Linked DNA regions of Ovis aries: region 2 is linked to region 1. The links are chromatin contacts, called in public Hi-C maps. All regions are on one chromosome and are shown on one strand. Each heading gives the region's core, a stretch centred on a gene start, on an enhancer-like site or on the middle of the called end of the contact. The rest is flanking DNA. Distances are from core to core; before and after follow the strand shown.

The links. A called contact is a pair of places that touch in the nucleus more often than the background predicts.
Region 2: a contact with region 1 is called in a Hi-C map of blood, with 2.2 times the contacts expected there. The contact joins the enhancer-like site here to the promoter of CCND3 in region 1. A contact is called at or near these places in 4 of 16 Hi-C or Micro-C datasets (blood, muscle, retroperitoneal adipose tissue and 1 more).

What each region holds. Positions count from the first base shown.
Region 1 is chr20:15,738,041-15,741,413 of ARS-UI_Ramb_v3.0, forward strand. CCND3 (cyclin D3) reads right to left here and starts at 1,790. Exons shown (of 5, transcript NM_001127289.1): 1 at 1,593-1,790; 2 at 478-693. The coding sequence starts at 1,790.
Region 2 is chr20:15,808,520-15,811,954 of ARS-UI_Ramb_v3.0, forward strand. It overlaps a transcript of CCND3 not described here. Among named protein-coding and RNA genes, the nearest start is that of TAF8, 19 kb to the right of the region's middle. Within about 2 kb of position 2,117, at least 19 of the 54 cell types and tissues checked have an H3K27ac peak or open chromatin away from gene starts, as enhancers often do.

The sequences.
Region 1 (3,373 bases), core at 540-3,039:
TAATCAGCTCTGGGAGACTTTTTGATCACAAAGTCCACACACTGGGAGACAAGATTCAACCCGGGCGGCCCCTTCCCCCACGTGAAGCACGTTCCACTCCCCCACTCCAGTGGGGGTGCACAGGCATGCCCTGCTGCTGCCAATAAATAACTCCTGGTGGCTGTGTAAACCCAGAGGCAAAGTTCTGGTGAGTGTAGACATGCAGTTTGACTTGTTGCTATCTGGGGGAAAGACCATGAAGGAGTGGCACCCCCTGGAGGTCAAGACAGGGGATCTGGTTCATGCTGGGAGTGCAAGCCTGAACTGGGGCCACCCTGACCATCACACCACACTGTCCCATCTTTTGTCAAAAGAAAAAGAAAAAAAGCTGCTACCCTGCACAGGGGCAGAAAGCCTCCCGAGGTCTCAGCTTCCCCCATCCTGGTACGTTAGGAAGGAGGCAGGGGGTGCTGGCAGGTGGGGAGGGTATGCACGCACCCGCAGCTGGCGCGGGGAGACAGAATGGTCGGTGTAGATGCACAGCTTCTCGATGGTCAGGGGCGTTGTCTCGCGCAGCTTGGAGGCCAGCAGCATGCAGACCGCACCCAGGAGCTGCAACTGCGCCTTTCGGGTGGGGACGCAGGACAGGTAGCGATCCAGGTAGTTCATGGCCAGGGGGAAGACTTCCTCTTCACAGCGCTGCTCCTCACACACCTGGGGGAGGGCGCACAGTCACTTCGGGGGCAGAGGCTTAGGAAACGCAGCAGCAACTAAAGGCGAGGGGTGCGGTGCGCTGAAGGGAAGTGGAATGGGGAGCAAGACACGGGAGGGGGTAGGTGTACTCACAGTGACAAGGACTAACACGCAGGATGCGCCTTCCCCAAGGTGACACCCTCCCACTTCCTCTGCGGTGCCTCCTTTCCCCGGGGGTGGGAGTGGGGGGGGGGGGCGGAGCGGGATACGCCAGAGGCTCCCTTCCTTCAGGAATCCAAACTGAGGCTGATCTGCACCCCCCGTACCAAGGGAGAGGGGTTCGGAAGAGTCACCCATAGAAGCCAGAGAACTGGGACCTTACCCCCATTACTGCCACCCAGTGCACACACCCAAAAGGAAGGGAGGAGACTCCAGCGGCTGCCTCCCGCACTTTCCATTTCCCTGACGGCCGGAACAGCGCGCCACCCCCACCGGCTTCCCCGCCAGAACCCCCGCGACACACACAAGGAACCAGCTCTGCGGCGGGGGCGGCCGAGCCCAGGGTTTTCCAGGCGCGCTCTCCAGAGAAGACCGGGCGTGCGGTGGGGGCGGGGGGAGGCTTTTGAGAGAAGTCAGAGGGGAGAGGGTGGCCCTCGCCCCGCTTTCCCCGCCCGAAGACAGGGTTATTTGGGGGTGCCAAATGCCTGGCGGTCAGGGTCAGAGAAGGGCAAGAAAAAGACAGCACCGAGGCAGCCGGCTAAGGGCGCGCGAGTGAAAAGTCCAGGCCCCGGGGATCTGCGCCACAGAAACATCTTGCTGATTGTTGCTGAGGACCAGGATGTCCCGACAGGGCGGCCCCGGGATGTCCGGAGCCCGGGACGCGGGGGTGACGGGGGAGGGGAGACCCGCCCAGGCGGTACCTCCAGCATCCAGTACGCCAGCATCTTCCGCATGTGCGGCTTGATCTCCCTCTGCACACACTGGAAGTAAGAGGCGCGGGGCACGTAGCGCTCCTCCAGGCGGAGCAAGCTCTGCAGGACACGCTGGTCCCCTAGCAGCCGCGGGTCCGGCCCGGCCCGGGGCGCGTGCCGAGTGCCCTCGCAGCACAGCAGCTCCATCCTCGGGCAGCGCGCGGGCAGGGCGGGAGTGCGGGCTCGGGAGCCAGAACGCAGGCGGCGGGCCGGAGAGCGCGGGGCGCGGGACTGTGGCGCTGTCGCTGGCACTGCGCGGCCGAGCCTCAGCCCGCCCCCGCCGCCGCGCGCGCGCCGCTTCCCTGACAGGCGCCCCGCCCCTCGAGACCGAGTAGCAACCGTGGAATGCTCAGACGTCGCGACGCTCCGGGGGCGGGGCCTCCGGCGCCCGGACGGAAAGGGCTGGCGGGCGCTCCCCCTCCCCCGGGCGACCGCATTGGTCGGCTGGGCGCGGGCCGCCGGCTTCCGGGCGCTCCGGATCCTTTTGACCACCCGGTGCTAGAGGAGTGTGCTTTGGAGGTGGGCCTCTCCTCGCCCCCCGCCCCCACCTCCGAGCCCTTCCATTTTTGCATCTCCCGACTCCAGGCGCCCCGAAAGGTTATTCATTCATTCGTCAAACTCTACTTCACCCGCTGCTTGCTCTAGGAAAAGTAAATAATAATAAAATAGCTAGATCTTAGGGGAGACTGGTCTGAGCACTTATTAAAATCTTAATGAAGAAGCTGTGGGTTAGGTCTTATACTGATTTTGCAGTTGAGGAAACTGAAGCAGTAACTATAATAATAGTTCGTCTGCGGCAGAGCTAGGATTGGGAAGCCGACGGTCTGCCCCCAGAATCTCTGCTCTACCCCGTGGCTACTTAAACTGATCCCCGAACCAGCCTGAGAGCGGGTCAGAAAAGCAGAACCTCAGGCCCATCCCCTGACCTACTGGATCAAAATCTGCCTTTAACCAGATCCCTGGTGATTCCTGTACACACTAAAGTGTGAGAAGAGACAGTCCTAAATCCGCACGCTTGAGAACTACAACAGGGCGGAAGGGTCATGGATTCAAGGCCTCACCTTGTCTGTCATTAAGTTGGGTGTGTGGCCTTGGACAAACCCTGACGTTGGCCTTAGTTTCCGTTTGAGGAAATGATGGGCGGAGAAACTGCCTCCTTTCTAGAGGAGTTTCTTGCTCAGATTGTATAAAATCTTTCAGGCGCCACTTTTACCTCCCAAGCTTTGGGACTTTGCAGCGTTTCCAGAGCTGGATTCCGCGTGACCAGGAGGCAAACACACCACAAGCCTCCAGTAATGCTCCAAATGGCAGGAGGCCATGGGGATCCCTGCCTTTCCTGGGGTCCTCCAAGGAGGTGAGACACTAAGGAAGTTAATTACTAGAGAAATGACACTCTATAGAAAGAGGTCAGTCCTGCGCTAAGCATTATCCCAGTGAATTGTTCTTTTTTATACAATAAATTTTTTGCTGTTTGCATATCACGGAAATATTCAATGCATTGTAGAAGACAGAAAATACCAATGTCACACAAAAAAGTAAAGAGTAAGTACTGGCAGTTTCACCATCCAGATTGTTGTCCTTCAGTCACTAAGTCATATCCAACTCTTTGAGACCCCATGGACTGCAGCATGCCAGGCTTCCCTGTCCTTCACCATCTCCCAGAGCTTGCTCAAACTCATGTCCATTGAGTCAGTGATGCCATCCAACCATCTCATCCTCTGTTGTCCCCT
Region 2 (3,435 bases), core at 867-3,366, 71 kb after region 1:
GAGAAAGCTGGACCCTCTGCCTCAACTCCACGTCCTTTGTCTCTGAGACAGAGATTTGGCCCTGAGAGCCCCGGGACTCTCCATCTCCTGACGCTGAGACGATTCCACCTGCTCACTAAGGTGAGGGGACGTGACGCTTCCCTCCTCCACCGAGGACAGCAGAGCCTCCCAAAGGGGCAGGCGTGGTGCCCTTCACTGAGCGTCCTCCCCCATCCTATGGTGCTCCTGAGACCAGGGCTCTGGTCAAAGCACGTGGAGTCAAATCCTCTACCTGTGATCAGGAGTGAGGCATCCAGGGGAGAGGGCGGCAGCCAGGGGGGTGCTGGCCCCGCTGCCCTGGGCCTCCCCCAGAGAGAAGCCCATCTGGGAACCTTTGCTCAGAGGTTCCACGTAGAAAAGCCATCCTCACATGCGTGACACAGACTCTCCTGGTCTCCGCCTGTCGAGATCCTGGGACGAAGGTTCCTAACCCCACAGCATCCATTTCCCCTTCTTATACCTTTCATACTAGAAGCTCTGCTCAGAATGATCCCCAAGATCCTCTGTAACTCAATATGATGGGTGACCAACTTTTGGCTAATGGGATAAGGGATCCGGCAATTTGGAGTCATGTCCTGAAAAGGAAGAGTTATGCCCCCTCCTACCCTCCTCTCCCTTCCCACTGGCTGGGTCATGGACCCAGGGGATGGGGTGGTGTGCTATCTTCAACATCCAAGGGCCTGGATGAACAACAGTCTGGGAGAAGTGTGGGTCCCCAACCCTGTCAAGGGGTCCAATTGCCCACCCAGACTTGTATGCGAGAAATTTCCATTTTGTTCAGATGCCTGATTTGGCGGTCTCTATTCCAGCAGTCTGGGGTTGCCAGGTGGGGCTAATGGTAAAGAATCGGTTGCCAGTGCAGGAGACACAAGAGACACGGGTTCGATCCCTGGATCAGGAAGGTCCCCTGGAGGAAGGCATGGCAACCCACTCCAGTATTCTTGCCTGGAGAATCCCATGGACAGAAAAGCCTGGTCGGCTACATGGGGTCACGAAGAGTCAGACACGACTGAAGCGACTTAGCACACGCCCATGCAGTCTAGCAGTCTAACCTCTCCCAGTGCCTACCGCAGTCCGTTCTCTGGTGACAGCGGGCAGAATGTGTGAGAGGGACCTTCCTCTTCGTCTGCGTCCTCAGCCCTTCAGCTCCCCGTCACCTCATGCCATCAGGTCTGCATTCCCAAGTGTCAGAGAGGGCCCTCCAGGTGGACAGCGGAGTCAGATCCTCGCCACGCCACCGCAGCCAACGCAAAGGAGGTGACCATCTGCCTCACTCACAATACATAATCCACTCCTCCCTCAAACTGACCATTTCTCAAACTCTGTCCTTGCTGAGAAAAGTCTCCTCCATGCTCCGGGACCACCTCACCTTATCAGGCCCACCCACTCCTGTGGGACAGGCAGTGAGGAAAGACAGAACACCTATGCAGCCCTGGACAGACCTCCGAGCCCCTCTGAGCCTCGATTTCTTCCTTTATAAAATGTGGATGATAACCCCCGTTTACAGGTTGGCGGAGAGAATTCAAGTTTATCTATTTATAAAATGCCTAGAGGACTTGCATGGTGGTCCAGCCAGTGGTTAAGACTCTGAGCTCGAAATGGAGAGGGCCCGGGTTTGACCCCTAGTTGGGGAACTAGATTCCACCTGCCCCAACTAAGAAGTCCACACGCCCCGAGAGAGGTCCCAAGAGCCACAACTAAGACCTAGTGCAGCCAAAATAAATAATGTGGTTTTTTAAAATAAGAATTTAAAAAAATTAAGTGTCTAGCAGTGCAACTGACACATAGTAGGTGCTCACTAAACTGTGATTGTTACTGCTCTGGAGATACTGAGGACAGAGCTGGAGGAGTCCTGAGTGATGCTCCCCCCACAACCCCCAGTGAAGGCTGGCTGGAAAGGGCATGAAGGAGAGAGCTGGGGAGCAGAGACCACCGGGGAAAGAGGAAGAGAGACAGGCAGAGCTGGAGGTGCCGTTCGGGGAGAGGGGGAAAGGCTCAGTGATGCCCACACTGGGCGAGAGGGTGGAGGGCACAGCTGTGGTGTCTATCAGCCGCCTGCAGCTCACACAGTCCCTGGGCCCATCTCACACCGTCTCCACCCATCACTTCTGTCGGGGTTGGGTACCCTCCCCGTACTGCCCCTGTTGCCACACCGTCAGCTGCTGTTTGTTGCCTCATCTTCCTTCCTGCCCGACAGGACACAAGAAGGGGACGGGAAGCAGCTGCCTTGCCCAGCAACCACCCCAGCCCCATGAGCTGCAGCGGCTCCTGGGTGGTTAACAGCCCAGGCTCTGTAGACAGACAGGCTGGGTTCTTTCCCCCCCGCTCCAGCCCTTAAGAGCTGATGACCTCAGCAAGTTATGCGGCTTGTCTAATCCTTCAATTTCCTCGTCTGCACAATAGGGAGAAAAGGGCCACTGAGAGGAAGGAATGAGATCATGCGTGGTGAGCACCCAGCCCTGGGTCTGGCATCACCGACAGTGTTCGATGAAGGGTAGCGACCCCAGGGTTGGCTTCGCAGGCGCGTGATCCAGGCAGGCACACACAGCCCTGCACTCAGAAGGGTTCCACCCCTGGTTCAATGCTCTGTTGCCACCATCTTGAAATTCTCAATAATTTTTGAAAAGGGCCTCTTGAAAAGTATGTTGTTGGTCCTGGCTAGTATCAGCATGCATACATTGAGTCTGCTGGCTGGGGGGACTAGACCCGGGGTTAGGGGGGAAGTTGCCCAGCAATCTGCTGGAGATGTGGGACATTAGAGGGAACTGGGGAATTCAAGGGGATCATTTAAGTAGAGTGATGTGGGACTCTGCGAGGTTGCCTGCAGTTAGGGACTGAGAGGGTGGTGAGACCACTACACACACCCTCCCTAGGCTTTGGGGTGGTGGAAGTGTCCCTCCCCCCAAGCCCCAGTCGAGATCTTTCGTTGTGGCACAAGACTCTGTGTCATGTGGGCTCAGTAGGTACAGTGTGTGGCACAGGTTCCAGAGCAGGCAGGCTCAGTAATTCCAGCGCTTGGGCTTAGCTTCTGCATGTGCGATCGTAGTTCCCCAGACAGGGCTCGAACCTGTGTCCCCTGCATCACAAGGCAGATTCTTAACCACTGGACTACCCGGGAAGTCCACGTCTCCTTGATTTTAAGTCCCAGGTTAGCACGTCTAGAAAGTGGTCTGGGGTACTGACTTGAACTCTCAGGAGTCAGGGAGCCTTGGAGAGGCTTCCATAGGGCTGGGGTTGCCTCTGGGCACTACAGGGAGGAATAACCCCCTCAGAACCCCTTGGACCCGCTGTCTCCCCTTACTGGACTGTGAGCTCCCAGAGGGCCAGACCGGGCCCACCCACAGCGAGGACCAGATGTTTGCAGAGCCGGCTATCAGGACCCCTGCATGCCCCTCT